6 separate regions of the Mus musculus genome follow, and all the other regions are linked to region 5. The links are chromatin contacts, called in public HiCAR-type, Micro-C and promoter capture Hi-C maps. All regions are on one chromosome and are shown on one strand. Each heading gives the region's core, a stretch centred on a gene start, on an enhancer-like site or on the middle of the called end of the contact. The rest is flanking DNA. Distances are from core to core; before and after follow the strand shown.

What was found. Promoter capture Hi-C pulls out the DNA fragments that hold promoters and counts their contacts. Hi-C and Micro-C count contacts between places; a contact is called where the count stands out from the background. HiCAR-type assays count read pairs that join an accessible place to other places.
Region 1: a contact with region 5 is called in a promoter capture Hi-C map of pre-B cells, with 4 times the contacts expected there. The contact joins the promoter of Rhoq here to the promoter of Lrpprc in region 5. A contact is called at or near these places in 5 of 39 promoter capture datasets (3T3-L1-derived adipocytes, embryonic stem cells, hippocampal neurons and 2 more), 1 of 484 Hi-C or Micro-C datasets (embryonic stem cells) and 4 of 115 datasets of contacts at active chromatin or transcription factors (astrocytes, pro-B cells, stem cell-derived neural progenitor cells and 1 more).
Region 2: a contact with region 5 is called in a HiCAR-type map of astrocytes, with 4 times the contacts expected there. The contact joins the promoter of Pigf here to the promoter of Lrpprc in region 5. A contact is called at or near these places in 2 of 39 promoter capture datasets (liver and pre-B cells) and 1 of 115 datasets of contacts at active chromatin or transcription factors (astrocytes).
Region 3: a promoter capture Hi-C map of pre-B cells shows a contact between it and region 5, with 3 times the contacts expected there. The contact joins the promoter of Mcfd2 here to the promoter of Lrpprc in region 5. A contact is called at or near these places in 4 of 39 promoter capture datasets (the 3T3-L1 cell line, hippocampal neurons, liver and 1 more).
Region 4: a contact with region 5 is called in a promoter capture Hi-C map of pre-B cells, with 7 times the contacts expected there. The contact joins the promoter of Calm2 here to the promoter of Lrpprc in region 5. A contact is called at or near these places in 2 of 39 promoter capture datasets (liver and pre-B cells).
Region 6: a contact with region 5 is called in a Micro-C map of embryonic stem cells, with 10 times the contacts expected there. The contact joins the promoter of Socs5 here to the promoter of Lrpprc in region 5. A contact is called at or near these places in 2 of 39 promoter capture datasets (liver and pre-B cells) and 1 of 484 Hi-C or Micro-C datasets (embryonic stem cells).

Annotation. Positions count from the first base shown.
Region 1 is chr17:86,960,109-86,964,462 of GRCm38.p6, reverse strand. Rhoq (ras homolog family member Q) reads right to left here and starts at 1,352. Exons shown (of 5, transcript NM_145491.2): 1 at 716-1,352; 2 at 105-163. The coding sequence starts at 857. It overlaps LOC115488765 (hapless 2-like), which reads right to left. Exons shown (of 3, transcript XM_030250169.1): 3 at 917-1,590. The coding sequence ends at 917.
Region 2 is chr17:87,022,662-87,026,711 of GRCm38.p6, reverse strand. Pigf (phosphatidylinositol glycan anchor biosynthesis, class F) reads left to right here and starts at 1,311. Exons shown (of 6, transcript NM_008838.1): 1 at 1,311-1,414; 2 at 2,799-3,047. The coding sequence starts at 2,820. Cript (cysteine-rich PDZ-binding protein) reads right to left here and starts at 1,151. Exons shown (of 5, transcript NM_019936.3): 1 at 1,037-1,151. The coding sequence starts at 1,052.
Region 3 is chr17:87,263,331-87,267,586 of GRCm38.p6, reverse strand. Mcfd2 (multiple coagulation factor deficiency 2) reads left to right here and starts at 1,640. Exons shown (of 4, transcript NM_139295.3): 1 at 1,640-1,752.
Region 4 is chr17:87,444,683-87,448,709 of GRCm38.p6, reverse strand. It overlaps Calm2 (calmodulin 2), which reads left to right and starts at 1,775. Exons shown (of 6, transcript NM_007589.5): 1 at 1,775-1,917. The coding sequence starts at 1,915.
Region 5 is chr17:84,788,296-84,792,472 of GRCm38.p6, reverse strand. Lrpprc (leucine-rich PPR-motif containing) reads left to right here and starts at 1,687. Exons shown (of 38, transcript NM_028233.2): 1 at 1,687-2,108. The coding sequence starts at 1,960.
Region 6 is chr17:87,105,671-87,110,038 of GRCm38.p6, reverse strand. It overlaps Socs5 (suppressor of cytokine signaling 5), which reads right to left and starts at 2,360. Exons shown (of 3, transcript NM_019654.2): 1 at 1,992-2,360. It overlaps Gm30510 (a long non-coding RNA gene), which reads left to right and starts at 2,692. Exons shown (of 2, transcript XR_877091.1): 1 at 2,692-2,781.

The DNA.
Region 1 (4,354 bases), core at 103-2,602, 2.2 Mb before region 5:
ACACCCTCCCACCTAGACACCTCAGTTTCCAAAGGCCCTCCACAGCCACACAGAATTGGCGAGAGATGGGGGTAAGGGAACCGGCCAGAAGCCAAAACACTCACCTGTCCAGCTGTGTCATAGAGTCCCAAGAGGTACTGCTTGCCCCCCACGGTGACGCTGACTGCAAGGACAGAAGTGGGGGGTGGGGAGAGAAGCTCACAGTGATCTGAGATCTAGCACTTTGGCTCCCCACAGTAACCTCCTTTCCCAAATACTGGGAAGCATGTGGGTGCTCCCCAGGAGACAACATTCCCCTTTTATCCGAGTCCACTTCACTGCCAAGTTGCATGAGATATAGGTGTAATGTGGCCCCTGCCATCCACTCCCCCCCCCCCCCAAACCCTGTAGCCACGTCTACTAGTGTTCCCAGATGTTTCCCCTACAGGGGTTTCGGGCAGTAAGGGAAGAGGCAGCTGGAAGGTCAAGAAGGGCGCTCAGGGGACTGAAAAGTGTGGGAGACGGGGCGAAGGGGGAGATAGGAATGGGGTGGGAGTTGCTGCGAGGGGTGGGGTGACCAGAGGCACAGCTTGGGGGGGGGGGTGAAGCCGCCAGGCAGAGGGCACGGCGGGGGAGGGGAGCACGCTCAGGGGAGGCAAGCCAGGGGGCTCAGCCAAAGTTGCTCCAAAGTTCCCAGCCGGGGATCAGCCCCTTAGTCAGCAGGGCAGAGGCGTACCTGCGTAGTGGTCGAAGACAGTGGGCACGTACTCCTCGGGGAAGGCGTCGTTGGCATAGCTCATGAGCAGGCACGTCTTGCCCACCGCCCCGTCGCCGACCACCACGCACTTCAGCATCAGCGCGCCGGGCCCGTGAGCCATGCTGCGGCCGGCCGGCCTCGGGGCATGGTCCCCCCGGAGCCCCCGCCCTGGCCCCGGGCTCAGCCCCAGCCCGCTTGGGGGGTCCGCCGTCGCCGCCGCTCGGCGCAGCAGGGCCGCCCTCCCGGCCCCATGCAGCGGTTCCCCTGACCGGAGGAGAAGGTGCGGCGGGCCCGGGGCGCAGCCGCCGCCGCTTCGATCTCTGCCCCGCTCCCCGCCCTGGCCCGGCTCGCCGCGCCCGCCTGCTGGCCCCGCCGCTCGGCGCCCGAACCCGCTCCCCGGCCCGGCCTCCCCAGGAGGATCCGCCGGATCATAAGACCGTCCGGCCCCAGGGGAGTCGGCAACTTTGGGGAGGGCGGCGGAGGGGAGGGGCCAGGCGGCTCTGCCCGCCCCGCGCCGCTCCGGCCCCCGCCCTCCTGGGCCGGTGAAGGGGGGTGGGGGAGGGCGGTCCGGGCGGCTCCGGAGTGCGGCGCGCCCCGCGCCCGCGCCCGCCGTGCGCTCCTGCCGCTCACCCAAGCTTGACTCCCTGGGAGTCGGGCGCGGAGGCCGAGGAGGAGGCGCCCTGTATCCGGGAGGATGGGGGCTGGGGGAGGGGCTCTTGGGCAGCCGCTAGGAAGGAGCCCAGGGCTCCTCGCGAAAGTGCGGCCAAAGCCCGGAAGCGTCCGCAGGCCCCGGTGCCCGGAGGAGACGTGAAGGCCTTTCGGGGAATCACGACGACTTCCACGGTGACGCAATTCTGCAACATTATACAGATGTGTATATTTAAATTCTGCCTGGAAGGCAGGAGCCATCTCGTCGGCCTGCAAGTGCTCCACGCAACTAGAAATCAGGAACAGCGGCCAAGAGGGTTATAAATATAATTAATAACAATAATTAGAAAGGTGTGCGGAGGCTGGGAGGGTGGTGGGTCTCGGAACTGGAAAACTGAGACTTCTGGCTTATTGCTTGCTCCTCAGCATCACTACCCCACGCTTTTCGCAGCACGAGCTTGAGTCATTTTCTATGAAATCGGTGACTAAGAGATGCAGCATATTGCACCCCCAACCAGCCACAAAGGGGCGAGCCCTTGTCAGGAGACCACAGATGTTATTTGTGCTCCCCCTGGAGGCGACATCGTCCGAGGCTTCCTTTCGCTTCCAAGCGTCTCTCCAAAAGTATTCAATTGTGATCCCTGAGGTATGATGTAGCCTCGCGCTCTGAGACTTGGCCAGTGATTCAGGACCAACCCTGCGCCTCTGTCTGGCAAGTCCGGAAACACTTGTCTGGCCAGGGCCAGTTAGTTGTGTGGCCGAGTGCTGCTTTAAATGTACGGTCTTGGTTCGAAGGCTCACTCTGCGCTGACTGACCCCACACCGCAGCCTACCCCCAAGCTTGCTGACAGGGAAGTCCTTTCCTCTCACCAATTCATAGTGGTAGAAAATGCTGTGTTGAGAGGTGCGTGGGTCACTCATACCCTTGCCCCCGGGATTTAGGTGGGGGAAACTGGGACCAGTGAAGTGGTTACCAAAAGGTTCCCTGTCACTCCCGGTGTTCAAGGGCCACCTGGGGAGATGCCTACTGTGATGCCCTCATTTCACTTCCACGAACCCTGGACGCCAGTTTTCAAGTCATAATCCTGATTTCAATTCGACCAGGAAGATTTCAAATAGTATTTAACGTTCCTTGTGAACGTAGGGGAACATCTCTCCATACCCTGTCCATTGCATTCGAGTGGAGGTACTTGCATTGACTACACTAATAAATCTGAAAGTTACTTCATACATTCTGAAAGGTTAGGAAAGGCACCACACTATCTTGAAGTCAGGTCTTGACACTTTCCCGTGAAGGAGAAGAGAGCAAGGTTTGCTGCTTGCATCACCATTAGCTCTGGCTGTGTTTGCGAAGACTAGTATTCTGAAAGGAGGAAATGTGGAAAGGTTAAAGAGCTGTAGGAGCCAGCTCTGCCGGAAAGCTGAACTTGGTCCAAGCACCACAAGTTAGTAGCATGGCTGGCTGCCTTTCTCTAGGCCTGTTTTCTGCTTTAAAAAAAAAAAAAAATGTGAGCTCATCTTACAGGGACCCCGGGTCCTGGATGGCTTGTGAGAAGCTCTGAGACTCTCAGAGTACACTCCGAGTTGGGGACTGATGTGGGATGAATCATGTGGTGGTGACTTCATTGGCGACAGTGACCTCATTCCCTTGGCCCACAGTGATGCCAGACAGACTGCCAAGAATATTAGAGCTCTGGGGACAGTCACACCTGGTGGATGTGGGGGCGGGGCGGGCCCACTCTAGAACACTGCCTTGACAGTCCATGCACTCTTCAACTGGAATAGTTAGACCTCTGCAAGACCCTCAGTTTCCCATGGGCAAAAAAGAGAATGCCCAAGTGGTAAAACAGAACAAAACCAAAAACAGTTCTCAAATGTCAAGGACTCGGGCACAGGAAACAACTTTGTTTCTGGGCATCCCAGAGGCCTCTGCTCTTTTCCTTTTGTTTGAACTGTGAACACTGAAACAGACACAGGTCTGTGTGAGAACAGTGAGCCCGTCTAGGCCGCCTTCTCTTTTTCCTCTACTCCTTCCTTCCTCCTCCTCATTCAATATTCCACTTAACAAGCATGAATTGAGGTCGACTAGAAGCCAGGCTTTCTTCCTGGGCAGGGGACATCGAGCTGGCAAGTCACAGTCACTAGAGGGGGAGCGGGAAGGAGCTGATGGGAAAACAGATAGTTGCTACATAATGTAATCAGTACTGTGGGAGGGAATAAAGAACAGACTTCTGGAGGAGCCGGGGAGGCAGCAGCGCATAGCTGTGGGTGTGCTGTGGAAGGATTTGCAAAGTTACGGTATGATTGGCCTGGGGCTCTGAGGTCATAGGAAGAGGCCTGGGGAAAGCAGACAGTGCATGCTGGCCGAGGAAGGGCAGCGCAGAACTTCTCGGGCATTCGGATCATCTGAAGTGGACAGGTTATTTGTCAAACCTTATCCCGCTGGGCTGCGTACATTCAGAGAACGTATCTCCATCTCGATAGCAAGAGACAAAGGCATCATGTAGGTGAGCAGAGGTCCTAAAAGCAAGGGCATGGTGAACAAGGGAGTGATTGGCCGCGTGCTGCTGTGTGCGGTACCTGTGTGTCACTCAGTACTTGGTGGTCAGCGATGGAGATAATCTTACTTTATTTCTGAAATGACTCTGCAAGATAAGACTCGTGGACTCGTAGACAGCTATTAGTCCATCTGCCTAGGTCAGCACCATTTGCCTCACGTCTGCCATCAGGCGCTTTGACTGGAGGCTTTCCTCTTACACATCCTGCCTGAGTCCCCACCCCCCTTTTAAGTTTGTGACCCTCCTGTCCCTGAGTCCTTACTGGCTCCTTCAGATGGGCAGATTGAACTATTTCAGCTCTCCTTTTTGCCGAATGAGTTGAAGTTAGTTTTTAGCCTCTGATAACCAAAGGAATTCTGACTCTTATCGTGTTCGCATGATAGCCAAGGTAAGAAACACACAAAGACAGTCA
Region 2 (4,050 bases), core at 62-2,561, 2.2 Mb before region 5:
TCTACATACTGAGGGGCTATGAACAAAATGGGTCCTGTATATCCGCCAGTAACTGAGATGTGGGTTGAATCTTGTCAGAGAAGGCTGTCTAGCCCATGAAAGAGATCAAGAGAAGAAAGTTGTTTTTAAACGAATCATCAGCTTTTGCAGCTACCAAAAAAAAAAAAATTAAATATTTACAACAAATCTTAAGGGTTTCATTGGAATTACTGAATGGTAACTAAAAGGGTTAAAAAGACCTTTCTAAAAGCCAGGGGTGACTACTTAAAGATTTCTTTGGTGGTGATGAGACTCTCTCCTTCACCTGACCCAAAGCTGTGAGTATTAATGAATTGACGGGATGGCTCAAAATATCCAATTTAACTTAATTTCAGATAGCCACTGAAGTAATTTTTAAAATAAAATCTAGCCGGGCGGTGGTGGTGCACGCCTTTAATCCCAGCACTGGGGAGGCAGAGGCAGGCGGATTTCTGAGTTCGAGGCCAGCCTGGTTTACAGAGTGAGTTCCAGGACAGCCAGGGCTACACAGAGAAACCCTGTCTCGAAAAACCAAAAATAAATAAATAAATAAATAAAATCTGTATTAAATGCGGCATGTTTTGTAGTAAGGAAAAGCAGAAAGTCAAGATTTAAACATTATTCGGGACATATTAATAATACTGGAAATTAACCATTGCTTATAATCTTAAGATGTAACCGAGAGCCTGGAACTTATACTTGTGACATCTGTCAACTCTTGATGCTACCAGAAAGATCGTGAAGATCCGATTTAAGCCTCCGAGAGCCAATCAAGAAGTTGTAACGGAGGAGACCCAGAAGGGGCGCGAGGACGACAACAGAAACAAACACAAGAGGCGCAGAACTGAAGCCATTCTCAACACAGAGCGGAAGGCTATGCTTACGGGACAGGCAAGAAGGGCCGAGGGGCAGGGTAGGAAGACACCGGTTACGCCACAGACCAGCAGGGGAAAACCAGAGAAATCCCGAGAGAACTTCTCAGCCCTCCACCTCCCCCAGAAGCAGCCCCTGAACTTACACTTTTCACACACCATCCTTACATGGGGGTGTCCCTGTGCCCTCAGCCGGCAAAGCAGGAGCAGCAACCCAAACACAACAACGCCCCAGCGGAGACGACTTCCTCTTCCGGCTACGTCAGCCCGCTTCCGGACTCTCAGCCCTCCCGCTCCGGCCTATCCCGTACCTAGAAAGTCGCGGGAGGGATAAACGCGAGCTGATGGGCGGGGCTGCTCTCATTATCCCGCCCCTTCTCGTCAACGATTGGCTGTGCGCTTGTGAGTTCCCCCCGCCCCCTCGCTTTCTGGTCTGCGCCTGCGCCAGGGGCCATGCCAGCCTGTAGCACCTGAGGGTGGGAGGCGGTGGTGTCCCCCTTCCCTTCGGCGGGCGGGAGAGTTAGGTAAGCCGGTGGCGGGTTGCTTCTCACACTCGCCCGGGGCGGGTGCAGGTCGCACCGCCGACCGCTGCGGTGACTTCCAGGGCGCCACGCTTCCGGCGGACCAGAGGATGCCCTGCGCTACCGACCCTCTGAGATGCCGGCGTCTATCACAGTCTCTCAGGGGACTCCGACCTCAGGTCACCGGGTCGGCCGCACGGGCTCTCTCTATGATGGCGACCTCCAGTTGCCCACACTGCGCCGTCCGAGGCTGGGACGGAGCCACCTGGGTGGGGTGGAGCTGCGGTCCGCACCTGAGCAAAGGCTGCTCAGGAGGAGGGCTCGGGAGCAGCCAAGCCTTCCGACCCCGTTCTCACGGGATCGCGAGTCCCGAGGGCGGCTTCCCAGGTGTGGTGTCCTGGGTCGGGGACTCGCTCGCCGGTGTCACCTTTGCGTTTGGGTACCGCTCGCGCTCGCCGTGTTAGATGGGTGTTTGCCGGTGGCCTAGGATGGATTTCTGATCGCGCTTCCTGCCTGACCCCGCAGTGGAAGGGAGAATCTGAGAAACTTTCCCCAAGTCTTTTCACGGCTATGCGTTCTTGTCCCGACCCTGGAGGATTTCTTCTTGTTTAAAGAGGCGATGCTTGAAATGGCTTGTGCGTGTGTAACCTTGGCCGTATCTGCTAACTTGTTCATCCAGTTTTCTTAATCAGTATCATTTGCTTTTGAAAACGATAAGTGTGAATGAAATGAGGGCTAATAGCACCATGCCCAGACTTGCGCTTTTACCTTTCCTGCTAGTTCCTCACCCTGCGGTGTGGATGTTACTTTTTGGGCCCGATTTTTACTACATTGTAACATGTGTTACTTTTAAGTTCTTAATTAACTTTAGTCAGTATAACATAGAAACTGTTCTCTAGGTCAAATATATGTATTTAGAGACTGGAAACTATTGTTTCTCCTCCCACTCGCGTTCTGCTATTACCATTATTTAACATCTGTACAGACAGTGTGAGCCCTTAGTGTAGCATAATGACCATCTTAAGATGGTCCTCCACCATTTGCATATCTAAGTGTATACTTGGCTGTCATTTGGGAACTGCAGTGATTTTCGCCAAAAAAGTAAAATTAGTTGCTGGTGTCTGGCACATGTCCCCTTTGTAGAAACCAGTCACAAATATTTAAATTTTTACAGGAATTTTCTTTTTGAGGCTCTGAAAGATAATGTATACCATATTAGAGAAATCTAAAGTAACAATTAAAATCTGCATATGCTTGTTCTGTGTTTTGAAACAAATATGTTGCCCATAGAAAATTATTAATACATGGTTTATATTTAGAGTATTGAAGTGCTTGGGACAATGGAAAAAAAATCATTACATGTTTTTCTTAATTTGTTTTCTACTAGATAGCTACCCAAGAAAACATCATGAAAGATACTGACATCAAGAGACTTCTGTATACCAATCTTTTGTGCGTATTTTCAATTTTCCTAAGCATTTTCATTCCGTCCTTCTTCGTGGACAACTTCTCAGTATTGGAAGCTCATTTGACCTGGCTGTGTATCTGCTCTGCTTCTGTGACCACTGTCAATCTCTTGTCGTACTTAGTAGTGAAACCGAATGTGTCCTCTAAAAGAAGTTCATTGTCACATAAGGTAAGGGTCACTTCTGTTGCTTCACTGGCTTTAGGGTGGAGGTTACAGTGTAAGAAGGAAGTTTCGCTTCGTCCTTATTGAGTGATTTACAGTGTAAAGGGAACCAAGTCTCCCCCGCCCCCACCAGAGCAGTAGCCTGTTACCTTCCTACAGTGTTTGATAGATTCTTGCTGTGCATTCATTGTGGAATTATGACTCCTTCAATGCATCACAATGTGAATGACCTATATAAGCATGGTTTTATCACGGAAGATAACTTACAAGACACTGCAGTTTATTTTCATTTACTTTTGTACATTTTTTTAGGTATGTGGGTGGGCAAATGCATTTGGGGGCTGGAGGACAACTTGAAGTGTTATCTTTAGAAACCCTGTCCGCCTGCCCTGTCCAGGACATTTAATGGTGTGGAGCTTATCACTTAGGCCAGAGTGGCTCTCCAGAGAGCCTCTGTCTCCCCAGTGTGGGGACAAGCAAGCCCCATACCTGACATTTTACGGTGGGTTCCGGGAATCGATTCAGGTCCTTGTTGCTTACTGACTAAACCGTCGCCTAAGCCATTTATATTTTTAAAATACATATTTTTATTGTTTGGTAATTTCATACATGCACGCTGTGTTTTTGATCACATGCATTCACTCCCTACTCTATTCCTACTCCCTGGGCAACTTGATAACCTTTTGTCTTTGTAGTTATAACTTCTAGAACCCTATATCTGAATGGATGTGGGGCCATCCACTGGAGCTTGGAGTTTTCTAGACTTCATTGGAAATTAAGTCATAGCAACTGTTATTTCACATGTGACCTTCCTTGACTAAACAGTTAAATGTTTTCAGATATAATTTAATTTTTTCTAGAATAGTCACTATGCTATGACATTTGACAATTATGTTAAATTAAAATCTCACTGAATACTCAGTACCGTGTTTAATTCCCTGTTAGAACATTTTAAACACACATGTACACGCACATAGACACAAAATATATAATTCTTTTTCATTTAAAA
Region 3 (4,256 bases), core at 391-2,890, 2.5 Mb before region 5:
CTCTTGCAAAGGACAACATTTAACTGGGGCTGGCTTCCAGTTTCAGAGGTTCAGTCCATTATCATCAAGGTGGGAAGCATGGCAGCATCTAGGCAGACATGGTGCTGGAGAAGGAGCTGAGAGTTCTGCATCTTGATCAGCAGGCAGCAGGAGACTGTGTGTCACACTGAGCATAGCTTGAGCATAGCAGAACTCAAACCCACCTCCACAGCATTCAAACAAAGGAGACAATGGGAGCCATGTTTGACTTCGAGGAATAAGCAAGTCAGAAGAGACCTGGTTTGCATGGAGATGGCCATTTCAATAGCATTGTAGGAAAGAACCAGAGGGCAAGCATCTATGCAGGTAAGAATGATCCAGTAGAAAGAGAAAGATGACAAAAGCTAGCATCCACAGAGAAGGTGGAGTATCTGGCTTGGTGGCAAGTGCTTATTAGAAAAAAGTCTGAGCAGGGCAGTGGTGGCACACACCTTTAATCCCAGCACTTGGGAGACAGAAGCAGATGGATCTGAGTCTGCGGGCAGCCCGGTCTACAGAGCAAGTTCCAGAACAGCCAGGGCTACACTGAGAGATCCTGTCTCGAAAAATCAAAACACCAAATCAGCAACAAAACAAAAAGTCTAGGAGGTGTGAGGTGAAGAATGCTCCAGGCTACCCTCGGTCCAGTCTCTACTTACTGAGCTTCATAAACTGCCTGCATTTGTAGCTCCCAGGACAAAGGATCGTAGGTACAATGCAGTCAACTACAGGGTACCCAGAATGAACTGGACCAAATTAATCTAACCTTCAGAATGAGATGGAATGAGATGCAATATCTTAGGGACTCTTGAAAGAGGCTTTCTCTCCCTATGGATAATGTTGAAATCTTAATCTTGGAAAGTGGGACAAAGAGACAAAAACGGTGCTGTTGGGCAATTTTCAAGGCTACAAGGAAGAGGGGGTGGGGGTGGGCTTTGATATAATCTCTCTCCATCTTTGATGTAGGTGCATCTAAAAAAAATACGATTATGTATCTTCAAAGATACAAAGGAGAGAAGGAATTTTAAAATGTACAGTCCTAAGCTCATATATCTATCTGTATCTATACACATTCACTGAAAGACAATTTTGTTAATATCAAAGGGCAGGATCCTTTTTTTTTTTTTTTTTTTTAAATATATTGTCTTCTCTCAAAGAAAACAACAAAACCAGACGATTTCAGGAACTTTACTAGCTGGATCTTGAGGCTGCGGCTCAGGGAATGGAGCAAAAAGAAAATGGAAGCAGGTCAGTCTTGGAAACGCAGGATCCCCGAGAAGTACCGGCTGCCTCACTGGGACAGGAGTTAGGGGTTTTACTCTCTCAGTTTGTAGTGGAAGCAAGGATATCCGTCAAAGTATAGAGAAGGTGAGGCTGGCCAGCTTCGGAGTCCGCCTCCTCCGGATCCTGCAGCCCACAACCCACGGTGAGCCACGTTCCGGAGCCTCAGGTTTGCCTAGCAACCAGCTCGCCTCTTGGCCTCCCCAGGGCCCTAGCAGTAGGGTGTCGCCCTCGGGAGGCGGGTCTGGCCGCGCCAGCCACAGGGGACACGTGGATCCACTGGATCGGGTCGCACAGGGGGCGGGGCCGGCAGCGTTGGTGGGCGGGCGGGAGGCTGTGCGCGTGCGCGGCTGGGCGAGGGGCGGGACCGGCGTGCGGAGAAAAGCGTCCCAGGGACGGCAGCTGGCAAGGTTCACGTTGGAGTGCTTCGCGACTGCGTCGGGGATTATCGGGGTGAGCGAACCCACGGGCCGGAGGCCTGACCCTCGGGGCAGAGGTCGGTCGGCCTGGGGCTCGAGAATGGGAGGCCCGGGTGGCGGGGTGGAGGATGCGGACCTTCAGGGCGCAGCGGGACCTGTGGCCCACGGAGGCAGCCTGTCTTCCGAGAGGGTTTCGGGGGCCAGACGTGTCTGCCCGGCTGAGCACCGCGCTGTTGTTTGCGCTCACCCCATTGCTGGGAGTCTCAGTACTAGGCTGTAGGGCCAGCTGTGTGGGCTGGACACGGACCCTGGCTGGCCTGGAAGCACGCGGGTCTCAGGCGTTACTCCATCTGCCTCTGGCTCCCCCACCTTCCTCGGGGCAGACCCACAGGTCCTGTTGTCTCGACAGGGTTGGCTAGTTTGAGCCTAGGAGGTTAGGTAGACAAGGGATGCTCGTTTGTCTCGTTTTCCCTTTCTGGGACATGGCACCTCCATCCACACATATGCCCAAACCAGAGGCCTGGGCGTCACTCTTACCTACACTCATCAAATACATTGAACCTATTCAAAACTCTCACTTTTCCAGACACCTTGCCTTAGCAATCAGCTCTCTTTTCTGCTCCTTTAATATTGATTGACCCTCCTCAACGTGTCCAGTACAGGGGAGGTAGAGACACGCTCAGCCACCCTGCCCCATTCCCAGGTCCTTCTGTGGATTCTCATTGCCCTTCCAAGCTCTTCTTTCCTTCCTGCAATGCCTGTTGTGACTCACTCACTGTCTTTGTACTTTACTCAAGACCTGCCCCTCCTCATCTGAATATTCTGGATTGGACTTAAGTCATGTTTAGGTGTTCACTGCCATATGGAGGGGCGTGCTTTGCTTTGGGTTGAAATATTTCTTCTCATGCTTTCTGTGGATGGGGGTGTGTGTGATACCCCTGGAGTGCCTCTTTAGTGACCTGTGTTTTGCTGTCGAGAGGCGTCTGACTGTTCTCACAGCCTTCACAGCTCTGCTCTCCCTATGTAACTAGGCTCTTAGTTAAATGTTAGTTATAAGGGTAGCATGGCATTCCTTTGGAATCCCCCAGTGAACAAATGGACCAGACTATTAAACACCAGCCTATTCAGGACAAGTTTTCAACCTCAGCCCATGTGGGGGCTTTCTGTAACCCAGAAACTTGCTGGTTACTTGGACTTCAAGAGCATGGAGATGACTACAACTAGGAAGCACTAGTCAGTTGGCCTTGGCTCCGTGTAACAGGATGTCTGGGGTGTTGTCAAATGTGATTGCTTTGAATGTAAATTCCCAACTAAGAGCCTCTGAAGGCTGCCAACAGCTGCTAGGAGGAAAGCCCACTCCCTGATAGGAATAATGGCCCAGTGGGAAGGAAGGGTGGGCAGGAGTGCTGCAAAGGGAGAGCTCAGCCTTAGGCCAGGGCCTCTGAGATAGAGACTTAAGTACTGTGTTTCTTCTCACCCCATTCTGACCACGTCCCACGCCAGCTCAGCGTTGTTCAGTTCACAAATGAGAGAACACAGATCCTGACCTTTGGAAAGAGGAGAAGGAAAGATAGGAAGGAAGAAACAGACAAGGAAGCAAGGGGTGTTAACCACAAGAGTCTTTACGTCTCATCTGAACCGGGCCTAGGAGGAATGACCAGACACAGTGGCAACAGAGGCGTCCGGAGCAGTGAGAGGAGCCCTGTTGGAGTCAAGGCTCTGAGGCAGGTCAGCATTGCCCTGTCAGACTCATGCTAAGGCCCTGATTGTTTTCTACAGCCCTCTCTGGTTTCCAGACGATCTGCTTGCCGCCGCCGATCATACCCCACTGATCATACCGACAGGGTTAGTGGTGGTGGTCTGCTGAGCTTAGCAATATCCTTTTCCTCTTTCGTTGCTGTGTGTGTCTCTCCCAGAGTTGCTCATTCTGTTGAAGATGACCTTCTCCAAAGGATGAGCAACAGCCTTTCAGTCAAGAATATATAAGTAGTCAACATAAGATAGTCAAGTTTCTAAGACTCCAGGCCCATCAAGAAGAGTCTCTGTACATGGGGGTCTTTAGAAAAGGGAAGTCAGTTGTCAGCCTCTCCCTTAGTTGGGTTTTTCTCTAGCTTGGCCTTTGCCGTTTCCTGAAGGTGAGTGAGCCAGGGAACCCTTGGGGCTTATCTTTCCAGGCCTTGTGCCCATGGCCTTGAACTAAGTAACTGGAGTGTGGATGATGCAATGTGTCCTTTTTGACTGGGAACAGTTGAATCTGGCAAGTGGCAGGCCCTGCCTCTTGTCGTCCCCGTGCTTTGTGGGATTCCTTCTGACTTCCTGGAGCTGGTATTTCTTGAGCTTTCATGTTGGGAACTTGCCGACGACGCAAGCTCAGAGGTTCTTGGCTTTTATACTGAAGAGAGGCTAACCTGAACTCAAAGTTCCTGTGCTTATTAACCACTTGGGTCAAGGTCTGCTATTACATCAGTTTAAAACATGCCACAGGTACACATCCCAGCTGGAGCCAACCATGTTCTTCGAGGAAAGGCGCCATGGTTT
Region 4 (4,027 bases), core at 526-3,025, 2.7 Mb before region 5:
ACCGCGTCTCTCTAGGCACGAGTCAGTGCGTACTTATCATACATTCTGCACCAATCCTCTTAAAAATTCCTTCCCTTGAAGAGGTGATTATTCATTTTGTCATTCAATTTCCCACCATTAAAAATTTCATATGTAAAATCACCGCATGCTAATGGGGTACTGTGTAAGGAGAGAATATTTTTACTGAGTCAGCGGAAAGACAAAAAAAAAAATTAGTAGGTCTTCCATCTGAAGATCTGAGGAGGAGTCACAGACAAATTTCTGAGGTATATCTTGGAAAAACTTTGAATTTACCAGAATGTAGTGCACTGGAACGGAACGGTGGCGTCAGATTCTTGGCTGGAGGTGCCCATTTTAAAGTAATATTCCCAAATAATGATATTTATCTCATTTGTGGGGTAAGGTTAATTAGCTCTCCTCCCTTTCAGTATTATCAGGGCACCACATTGGCAAGGATAATAGAAACAGAAATCTGAGGTTTGGTTTGGTTTGGTATTCCCATCGAGTGGGCATTCGTTCGAAAGGGTGTCAGCTTTGTTAGTGCTAATTAGAAGGCCGCTTAATGTCTGGTTTCCATGACTGAAAGAGGGCCCAGCTCTGGCTTCATTAAAAGATATGTTTAAAGGTGTGAGGGATGTCTAACTTAGGTAAAGGAGGTTAAAATGGACTCTCCGAGTGGGTGCATATAGCTGTTAGCACCGAAATGTTCTTGCTGAACGGGGAAACTATCCTGAAGGCAGGCTTCTTTCTGAAGTTGAGGTTTCATCTTGCCTTGCTTTTTACAAAGTGATTGCTCTCCACGGTTTGAGGGTTTGCATGGTGGTGCTTTTTCAACTGGGAAGTTCTTTCTGCCTTCGCCATCTTCCTAATTCTCTCTGGGCCGTGGCTGTTCCATCAATCTTCTCTGGGCACTGTATTTTGAGGATGGAATCCTTATTTTCCTCTCTAACCCCCATCATCCTTTTCTGGTTGTCTACTTTGGGCTTCTAATTTCAGAGGGGCTCCTTGGGGAGACCGACAGCACACACTCTCGGATACAGTGGGTTTGAGTAGCTTTCTGATAAATTACTGCTAGGAAAGAGAAGCGAAGGGTAGGCATAAACGGAAGCCCCTTTTTTGATTAGCTTGTCAGCTGAGCTGCATGGGTTCGGCACCGTGTAATGAAAAACGACCGGCCTCCCTATGCAGCAACGCTGAGAAGCTGGGCGCGCTGGGTGGGTGTTTACTGGGGGGGGGGGGTGTCCTTCAGTTTTATTTATTTTTTGTTTTGGCCCGTGTTGTTTTTGTCAGCAGCACCTCCATACGGGGCGGGAAGGTGAGTGTGTGCGTGTGTCTGTGGCAGGCAGGACGGGTGGAAGAAGGTCCTCCAGCCGAGCGCAGAGAGAGCCACGCTGCCGCCTGGCGCAGTTGCCAGGACAGCGCGGCGCGAGCAAGCAACGGCAGAAGCCGCAACCGCGTTCCGGCTGCGAGAGAAAGTGACGCATTGCAGGTACAAATCAGCCAATCAGCAGCAAGCTCAACGAGGTTCGCCTGGTCGACCGCCACCGCGGTGCTCCTCCGCGCCGCAAAGTAGCTCCTGCCAGGCGCGGTTCCCCCGGCCTTTTAACGGCTTGCCTGGGAGTGGAACCCACTTACGTCATCCGTCCCCCTGCTCCCCTTTCTCTCTTGCGTGTCTGCCCAGTGACTGCGGAGAAAGGGGGTCTCCCGGAGAGTTGGGGGGGGGGAGGGGGCGGGGGCTGGCCGGGACTCGTTCGCTAGGTTCCGTTATCTGGATGAGGCGGAGGGATCTGGCGGAGGGAGGCGGAGGGAGGTGTTTATGAGGAGCTGGGGGCGGAGGAGGAGAATTAGTCCGAGTGGAGCGAGCGAGTCGAGCGGTTGTCTGGTCGCGTCTCGGAAACCCGTAGCCCTTGCAGCATGGTGAGTGCGTAGCTGAGCGGCCGGCGCCCCGCGGGTCGGGGAAAGATGCTGAAGCGGATTGACTAAAGAGGGGACCTCCCCTCTCAGAACTGTCCTCGCCAGAGGGACGGCACCAAAAAAAAAAAAAAAAAAAAGCCAGGAGGCCCCCCGCGACACTTGTGTCGCAGGTGTCCCCCACCCCTGTCCTCTTGGGTTCCCTTTTAGATGAGTCGGGGGACCGCTGCGGGGCTTGGCCGGGGGAGGATGGATCTGGGGTGCGGGGCCGTGGGCTCGGTCGAGAGAGCAGAGCAGGAGGGGCTGCGGCCGAGGCGGCGCCAAAGGTCAGCCCCGGGGGCCGGATTCAAACCGCCAACGGCCACCGCCGAGCGAGCGCGGGCGCCAGGAAGCGCCTTTGTCCGCCCGGCCGCCATGCGCGGGGGGTGGGGTGGGGAGGAGCGCGGGGCCCCGAGGCGAGCGGGCGCCGTTAGCCCGCATCCCCGCGAGGCCGGGCCGGGCCGGGCCGGGGGCGCGCCCCGTGGGTCCAGCCCGTGCGGGGACCCCCGCCGCGGGGGTCGGGTGGGGTGAGCGCGCGGGGCCCCGAGCCGCCGCCCTACGCGGCTCGGCTCGGCTCGCGCCCCAGCTGCTGCGCTGGCACCTGCAGGACTGCGGAGGTCTGGGCGGCCCGCGGCGCTGCGGGGATGGGCGGGGGAGGGGACCCCAGCAGTCCCCCCTCCCCCTCCGCGCAGGGCTGCTGCTGCTGCTGCTTGTTCACTCCATCTGGTGCTGGCTTCCGCTACCCAGACTGGATGATTAATTTTTTTTTCTTTTTTTAAATCGTTGAAGAATACAAGCTTTTGCTGGAAGTCGGGCGCTTTCTCAAAAAAAAAAAAAATAGAGCTCGTAAAGGGAAAGCAACCGACCTCAGTTAGGGTCTCAAAGGCGTTTTTCGGCCCCCATGAGCTAGTGGAAGTAGCAATTAAGGGGCGGGTCGCTAAATTCTTGAGTGCTCAGGTGCACTCCTGTTCACCTCTACCACACGCAGAGTTCCTTGAAAACGACTTGCGTTTCAGAGTGGAAGTTGCCATCTGATCTTAGTTCTTACGGACAGTTCACCTATGCAATAATGGCCGTCAGTAACTGTACACTTAAAGAGTGTAAAAGAGAGCAGGAGATTTTAGAAAGAGCTTTGAAAAATAAGTCCCTCTTCGTGTTTTCTGTTTTAAAAAAATTAATGAGGACGATAATTTGCAATACTTATTTTACTCCCTTGCCAAATGGTTACAGCAATGGGTGTGTCCAGGAGGCAAGGTGACATCTTAAACAGTAGTTGGGAATCCCTGCCAACTGAAACCTCCAGCCTGCTTGGGTGTGGGGAGTGTTCACCTTGAGAGAGCTAGCCTTCATTTAACTTTGGTGAATTCTTTTTGATATATATTTTTTAACTAATGAATTTTAATATGCTGACTGAATTTGTTCTTTGTAAGGGGAAACACGATGTAAATTATAGGCAGTAATTGACACTCCAAGTTGTATAGTAACTTATTATTTTTTTAGTTAGCATAGGATTTAAATCTTTACTGGAAAATTAGAATTTATATCTTAACAGTGGTTCTCCCCAGTAAGTTTTATATTTAAATGTATCGTTGCTACATCGACAACTATTCTAGTAACTTCATAATATTTAAGACTTTAGATTCTGAGGACTTCGTTAAAGAGAAAAAAATTGTTCTGTTAGGTACCTATGTATATAGAACTGATTACAAAGCCCTTGGATTTGCATGCAGTCATTGTATTTTTATTGGGATGTCATGTATTGAAAGGAATGTGCTGTTGATGGCTGGGTGACACAGGATGTAAACAGTAGAAAATGTCTCGAGTGTGTCTAAGTCAGTCCATTAAGCTGAAGGTTTTTATTAGGCTCAAAGATAGGGATTTGCTTTGGCTGCATTATAACATAGAAACTTGTAGCTAAGCTAGAGTTGAGACTTTCAGTCAAGGCCCTGATTTCGATGAAGTTTTGTTCTCCCCTGGTTTCTTTTTTGCCTCAGATGCTTTTATAGGAAGGGTGCCATTCTGTCAGAATAAAGACCTCCTTTTTCCTACAGAAATAACTTCTATTGGTTTTGCTATA
Region 5 (4,177 bases), core at 438-2,937:
ACACCCACACACACACACATTCACAGACATACTCAGGGTGGGTTTCTCACCTAAAACCCTAACACCAAGGAGGCTTCCCAAAAGCCCGTCCCCAAGGCGACTGATTCTGAGTTCCATCATGCTGACAATTAAGAGCACACTTCACAACCGAGGAGTAGAGTTTTAGGAGTAAACCCTTAGAAAGTCCATCATCATAATTACTTCCACCAACCTCGTTTCACATTTGCATCCAGAGCCCTAGCCTTCCTTGGGTGTGGCAAATGCCTGGACTCTCTGCATTCTGCTGGTAGGTTCGTTTCCCAGCAACCACCACAGCAGCTTGTATCTGTCTCTAACTGCACTCCCAGGACATCTGAAGCCCTCTCCTGACCTTCAAGGGCACCAGGCACACTTGTGGTTACACACATACATGCAGGCAAAACACTCATACACATAATAAAATAAATATATTTTTTTAAAAAAGCAAATGATTTTGCGTCACACCTACACTCAGTGGGACCCAGTGGTGTCATTCACATTCAGGGTGGGTCTTGCCACTTCAACTAATCCAATGTAAAAACTCCCTCACTGGCTTAAAGTCTGGTTTCCAAGGTGATAGTAAATCCTATCAAGATTAATCACCACAGACCGTAACCTACCTTAATCTTTTATTTATATCACAATTCTTATGTTTCTTTAGATGTACGGAATTTTGTCTAAATTGAGATCCCCCCCCCCATGTTGTATTCCCAGCATTCCAAATAGTGCCTGACACAAAATATGTGCTCAATAAATAGTACTAATGCTGAATGAGAGAATGAATTATATTCTATCATAGTGCTCTATAGTAACTCAGAGTAACTTCATCTTGCAGGGCGGTATTAGCTTCTCCAAAAGAAAGCTAAGCCAAGTTAACTCTGAACGTATATCCATTCAATAAATGCTCAAAGCACGAAGTGTCTTCAACTGATCACGAGCTTCCGCCATAAAAGAGGCTGCATTCTCATTCTGGGCACTCTGAAGTTTGTTGGCTAGCAGAAGAAACAGCCACATGGGAAAACTTGCAGAGGGAGAATTTGACTGTTCACTTGGTAGCAGTCAAGGAATAACTAAGTAGAGTGGAAACCTGTTCCCGGGTTCACACGAGTGCACAGGGAACCCTTTCAGTATGCGAGCTCTGTGAGGGCAAGAACTTGTTTTCCTAGCTCCAGACCTATCCTCAGACAATTGCACCACTCACTACCTTAGTTGCTTAGTGCATTAACTGGAAGGAGCGGGGCACTGAGAAAAAGAAACTTCAACCTTGACATTTAAAATTATACGACCTTTATTAGAATCCATTGATTTCATGAAGCGAGGCACTTAGGATGAGTTCTGTATATTTATCTACCCCATCCCCAGTCACACAAATAGCATGTAGCTAACCTGGAGGTCCACAGCCTCCCAGTTCTCTTCGTCAAGCTTTTCTCTGGCCGCCGTTTCTGAGAGCTACGGCAGGAACTACGTCACTGAGCAGCTAGGGCAGCGGCTCGGTAGCAACCGAGGCGCAAGGCTGGAACGTCGTAGGCACCCCGGGATCTGCACGGTCGGCCCTTCCCAGCAACCCTCGGTGTCGCTCCTAGTTGGCCCCCCACAAGCCCTTGCGCGCGCATGGGCGGAGCCGACCTCTAGTGGGCTCTACCAACTTCAAAGTGGAGGGGTGTTGTCGCCAGGCTCGCTGAGAGCCGGGGCGCTGGACAAGGGAACAGGGACACTGTGAACGGAAGACAAAAAACAATGTATAGTAAAACAGAAGGCGGATCCAGGGTATCCCGCGAACTCGGCTTGCCTCTCCCGTGAGCCTTGGCGGGGATCTGCCTCCTCCTCCGCTGGACGCCCTCGGTCCTTAGTTTGTCCCACTAGGGGCGACCGGGTCGTCACGTGCTCCTCCAGGTCCTCTGCAGGAGCGTGCATCCTATCCTGCCTTGGGTACGCTGAGCCATGGCAGCCCTGCTGAGACCCGCGCGTTGGCTGCTCGGGGCCGCGGCGGCCCCGCGCCTCCCGCTGTCCCTGCGCCTCCCTGCGGGCGTCCCGGGCCGGCTGTCCTCCGTCGTCCGGGTCGCGGCTGTTGGTAGCCGGCCGGCTGCAGGGTGAGTACCGGACCCTTCCTCCTGACTGGCTGCGGTGGACGGGCTGGTGTCCTGCTCGTTTGCTCCAATTCCGTGGTCCCGGCTTCTCAGGCATGAGGCCACCCCCTCCCCCATGCTTTGCCAGTGGTTTGGGGTGACAAGGTTGAGAGTCTTGAGAAGGTCATGGTCGAGGGCATGGCTGGCTTCCGGCTTGCTGCTTGAGGTCTCTGCCTGCTCTAGCTTTGGAAAGGCCCGTGAAGCTCAATGGCTTTGGGGGAGTGGATGGGGCTGAGGTGGGGACAGGCGTTGTGCCTTTCCTTAGGAGTACCCTTCCTGGGTGCTCTCGCACGCTGGTGACCAGTAACCTGCTAGTCTGTAGTCTTACGAGGCTTTGGTTTTTCATTTTCTTTTTCTTGGGATTGGGGTTTGAAGTTCTAGTGATCTAGGGATAGTTTAGAACTTGACATTTGATCATGGCCAGTTCGGGTTTTTGCTTGCGTTGTGCTGAGTGGAATTTTCCTTCAGTATTTACACAGATGTCATGGGTTGGAGATTGTCACACTAGAATGGATTAAAGGACGCGTGCAAGGTGCTCTGTTGGGATCTATGTACCTACTGCAAAAACAAGTTAAGTTCCTAGTTAGTGTCATGTATTTTTGTGAGTATATGCCTTTCTGGATTGAGGTTATAGGGAAACAAGTATGTTCACTTAAAGAACATAGATATTCTTGACAACTGATAAAGGAAGGTTGGGTGCTTAGGTTTTAGTACCGGAAAGAAATTGACAGTTGTACACCCCACACTAGAACTTTGGGGTCTAGCAAACAGACTTAGGAAGTATGATCTGGAGTGGGGAGCCATGGACTGAGGGTGCTTTGGCTTATTTGCATTAGGCTATTGGACAAATCACTCAGCAGCCCAGGCCTTAAGTTTCTTTAGGTACACAGGTGGACACCGTATAAGGTTAGGACTATTTCATGAGATACAGGGCTTGATGTATATTATAATAACACTGTAATAGAAGTAACTGTCTTCACGGGCCAGCCCGGCACGGCGTATAACTAGATAGATGAAGGAAATGCTTCATGATGTCTGAACAACTTGGTTGTCTTTGGAGAGATGCTTATTTGTAAGTTAGGGTCTTGCCTCTATTTTTGTGGTAGGCTTGAACAGTGAAATCATGCCCTAACTTTCATGTCTTCTGAGACAGCAGTGCTGGTTCCTTTAGCTTTCCTCTAGTGACTAGAATCTAGTCCTTCACCCGAGGCCCCTCGGGGCCAGGGCTAGTGCTGCTACAGTGCAGGCATTGATGTTTGCTGTTGGGTTTGGCAGAAACTGAACACATTTTAGTGACACATCTGTGTGTTCATCAGACCCGGGTTCCACTTCCTCGCTGCATACTCGGATGGACCTTTGACCAAGCTCCCCTGGTTCTGACTTGTCTGTAAGGGAGGGCATTGGGTGTCTTTGTAAAGCTTGTTCAGTCATTCAGCATCCGGGTGTCTCTTCAGAAGCTGTCTCTCCCACGATCCGAAAAACTGGCTGCATGGGGTCAGCCAGCATGGTGGCTCATCAAGAAAAGGTACTTTCTCTGCAAGCCTGGTGACCTTTGTTTGATTGCAGGACCCACATGGAAGGAGAGAACGGCTCCCACAACTTGTCTGTGACCTCCACAGTATCCATGCACATACAAAAGATAAATGGAAGAAAAGCTGTAAGCAGTAACATGACTATGCCGGGGTGACCCACGCACGTGTTTCCCCACACGCGTGTTTCCCCGTAGAGAGGAAACTGCTCAAGCATAGTACGTGGTCTTGTTAACGCGTGTTAGGTCATGGCAGCCAGTGAAGTAGTATTTGTTCTCTTTCTCTGGACTTTGAACACTTTCCGGCCAGTCTCCTATCCCACAGCTTCTAAGCCTGTGTGGAAAACACAACCTTTCTCAGGATTCTATTTATTCTAGAAGCGTCCCACTTGCTCTCTTTCTTGCCCATGGTTTCCTGTCTCCTTTGCTAGCTTCTCATTCCCTGTCGCACACTGTTTTCACACTGCACCTGAGGCTTCGTTCCATTTCTTACTTTTTTTTTTTT
Region 6 (4,368 bases), core at 1,111-3,610, 2.3 Mb before region 5:
TGCTAATAATTGTCTTTAACTTCAAATAAAAGCTTATGCAGTTCTGTATCACTTCGTGTAGAAAGCACTCAAAGTTCCCCATCATTACAACGGAACAGTATCACAATAACCCGGAAATCATTTATCGCTGGCACTAGGTGTCTTCAGAAACAATCACGATGGATGGGATAAAGTAGAAGACTAAGTGGACGCCACTCTAGCTAGGGTCAGGCCCTCCAATCCTGCTCCAAAGCAACCAGCAACTCAGTCCCTTCAGAAGCTCTGGGCCTCGATTCCCGATCCACAGGATAACCATCTCTACCTTCTACTCTTCCAGCTCGGAAAGAAATGACTCATCGGCCTCTCATTCTCTTTTTGTGAAAGTTATCACCATTACTTCACAGCCAGTAAACTGTTTTGCTGTAGGCCCACAATAGGAGACAGCCAGCCCACTCCCAACTGAAGAGGAAGGGAAAGCCCACCACTGCTGGCTCGCCAGAGATGATTCTCAAGGTGAATCATGCAGAAGCCATTATAATGTCAAAAGGTGTTATGTTTCAATATTTTAAGCTGCTGTTTTGTATGCCAGTACATTCTCCCTAAGGACAAACGGTAAAATTCAAGGACAATAAGAAGAAAAATATATAATTAACCACTACTTTTTCAAGAACTGGGAAGAACCATTAAAAATATTAGCACTTTTTTGCAGAAATGTTTTAATTAGCCAGCAAAGTAGCCTTCAGATTTTTTTTCCCCCTAAATGTTAAGGACTCCCTAATCAAGTGAGTTTTCATTTTGTAAGCCATAGGAAACTCAACAAATGTATGAAATTAGTAATACAGGTGTGAGTTTAACAGGAGACTACAGACTAGCTGTGCAATTCTCAGCTTACTCTTTCTAGTCCACAGACATGAAAAAGGTAACATCCCTGCAGGACAATCACAAAGGTGAACTCCAGACAACAGTCACCGCTTCCTGCTGTGTCTTCCTTCCGTTGCTAGGCCGATTTCAAAAAGGGACTATGAATCCGAGAGACTATTAAGATTAAAGTACGCATTTGACTAAATTCCCAACTGTTAGAACACTCGAGCTCATTTTAGCAGAGCCTTCTAACACCAGCATCTTTTTCATTTCATTCCTTAAAGAGAAACCATTTTTAAACTTCTATAGAACATGCAGTTCAATTTTACACGGCCCTGTAAAGAAACAGTTAAAAGCAAGCATGACTTAATCGTCTTCTAGGATAAATGTCAGTAAATCGTAATAGGACAGTCTAGCCTAGTGTTAACTTTGAAAGGAGCAGGCCTCCGGTGTAGATGAGAAGCTGCTGTAAGAATGTCAAGGTGTAGTTGGAAGAATGTCCAGGAGAACTGGTAACTGCCCAACCCCATCAAATATATACATACAATTTAAAATAAGGAATCACTGACGAAGTCCAGCAGCCAGCCACCTTTTGCTTGGAACACCAAAATAAAAAAATGCCAAAAGCTCGTGGCTGACCCCCATAGCCTTCAAAGTTGAGAACCAAACCAAGGGTATTCACGTTGTTCCTCAGCATCCTTCTGTCAATGCAACTCCCTCTCCACAAACTCACTCCGCTTCAGCTACTCGAATGCCCAAGTCCCAGCACCAAAGAACCATTTATTAAAAGCTCAAGGACTTGGAGCGGGGTCTTCCTTGCGGCCGCCTCCGCATCCTGTAATAACCACCCCAGGTTAAACCCCCCAGAGATGCTCCAGTCTTTTCCCGCATCCACGCTCCCCGGTCCTTCCTTCACGTCCCGGTAGACCTTTTATCGTCGCCCTTGAGGACCCTCAGGTCGGAGCTATGGAGCTCTTAGGTGACCTGCCTGGACCCCCTCTACCCTTGGCAGTGGGCACCGACGACCTCCCCCACCCAGTCTCGACCCACCACGACCCCGATGACGAATGCCCTCCTATCGGCCCCAGACGACCCCTTCTTCCCCTTAGGTGTCCCGACTCCCACCGAAAAGCAATTCCTCCGAGACGTACCGAGAGCCTACTGCGAGTAAGCTCCCACTACGCGCGGCGGCACCGTGCGCAGGGGCTCAACGCCCCGGCTTGTCTTCCTCTTCCCGGCGGATCCATCCCGGCCCGAGGGCCGTGCCGCCTGCGCCGAGGTGCGGAGGCGCCCACCGGAGGAGGACTGCGCCGGGGGAAAACGGGGACCCGGGCAAGGAGAGGCGGCCGCTTGAGGGCAGGCGCCGGGCGACCGCGGGGGACACTCAGCGGCCGGGACACGCGCGGCGGCCTCATCCAGGGCACCTGCGGCCAGGCAAGGATGGGCCGGGGCAGCGCAGTCAGCGACAGGGCGAGCGCGACCGCCCGCGCGTCCCGTCCTCCGCTCCTGCCGGGCCGGCGGCGCAGCCTCGCTTCCTCCGGACGGAGCCCGGGGACCCCAGCTCGGCCGGATGCCCCCGCCAGCCCCCACCCCTTCCCGGCCGCCTCCCCCTCGTCACCCTCTCCCCTCCCCCCGCCCCCCCAGCCCCCCACCGGAATGGAAAATACCTCCCGGGGTGGGGGGCGGGCTGGGCCACGCCTCTCTGAAGGGCAGCCTACCGTGACCAATGGCAGGCGGGGCTCCAGGTGGGCGGGACTCCCGGCGGCCAATCCAGAGGCGGGTAGGTGAAGGCCGGAGGAGGGAGGCTGGGAGCTAAAGAGGGGAGGCCGGCGAGTTAAGGAGGTCCGGCCGCGCTGGTGCGTGCTGTGCGCGGCTGCCATTTTGGAGTCGGGCAGCTGAGACAAGCGGCCGGGTTCGGCCGAAGAGGGAGGAGCCAGTCAGGTGGGAGAGAGGCTGACACGTGGGCGGGGTGGGCGGGGCCAAGCGGGCTCGGACTGGAGGGGAGGGGGAGAGGCCCGGGAGGCTAGGAGGCTGGAGAGGGTCACGTGGCCGTGGAACGGGCTAGGGGTGGGCGCTCGGGTGGAAGGTCAACCCGAGGTGCGGGTGGGGAGTAGCTTTGTTCCTTTGGGCTCCGTTAGGGAGACCAAGGGGAAAATGCTGAATGGAGGTTGCGAGTGCCGGGTAGGAAAAAAATGTGAATGAGTCTCCCTAGCTCCCTTCAGCATGGAGCCATCCGAGTCACTGAATTCCAATATTCAACGGGAAACCGGGCACCTCATTGAATTCAACTCTTCCTATCCAGGCTCTCAGCTGCCACGAAGATGAGTCATACACGAGGGGAGGGGTGTTGTCGCTTCCTCTCTTTGCTTGCATTTTATGTGGATCGCCCCGGCCGTGGAAATGACAGCAAGGACAGAGAAGTGAATGGGGGGTTGTGATACCCGCGAGACTCCTCAGCTGCCCCTTTAGAACCGTGGTTACCACCGCTTCTTGGCCTTTTGGCTAAGATCAAGTGTAGAACCGTGGTTACCACTCGTAAGCTAACTGGCCACTTCTTAGACATACTACTTTCCGGTGCTCAGACAAAAAGACTTGTTTACTTCATGATTCAAATACAGTAGTCTGTTCCCCCTGCGTATCTCCCCAAAGTGGTCCTTCTATCAGCGGCATACACATAGGGTCACACACACCTTAGTCCGGTTTGTTTGAAACAGTCTCACTGTATAGCCTAGCATGATTTGGAACGCAATATGTAGCCCAAGCTGTCTTCTAGGTAATGGTGCTCCTACTTCAACCTGCTGAATATTGAGATTTTTGACCACCTTTAGTCTTTAATGCTTTGCAGTGGGACCGGCAGACTACCTTTTTCTTGAAGGCTTTTCTTAGACTCTTTTCAGCCCCACCCTACCTTTCTTAACATTGTACACCCTCAGATTGCTTTCTCAGTTATTTTTCAACTGTCTGTTCTCTTTGACTCCTTGAGAGTAGCAGGTTCTGGCCCTCAGCCCTCTTATTTGGAAGGCACACAGTGCACAGGAGATGATCTAGCCATTCAGATAGAATCACGGATGGACGTCCGGCGTCCGGTCAGTGAGGGCCAGATCTGCATTCCTAAGCAGCTTTTAGCCGCTCTACTTGTCTATTGGAGTAAGTTCCACATTGGAACCCATACTTTCCGAACTTCCCCAAGCCTTCTCCTCCTCTGTTCCTTGTATTGTTTTACAGTACCACATTAGCTTTCTCTCCAGAGCTCTTGGAACCAGAGAACAAGCCTCTCTCCACTTTCTTACTGCTCCAGCATCTCCCTATCTGCTATAATTTGGACCTGGGATGTTCTTCACAGGCCTATGAATTACTCTTGGTCCTTGGCATGAAGGTGGTGTACCCTTTAAAAGACAGAGAGGCTAGTGGGAAGCTTTAGGTCATGGAGGGGGGTTATAGTGAGTTGTGAGACCCTCATCCTTTTGCTTCACTTCCTGTGCAGGATGCGAGCAGTTTTGTTCTACAGGCTCTGCCCTCTTCTAGTGA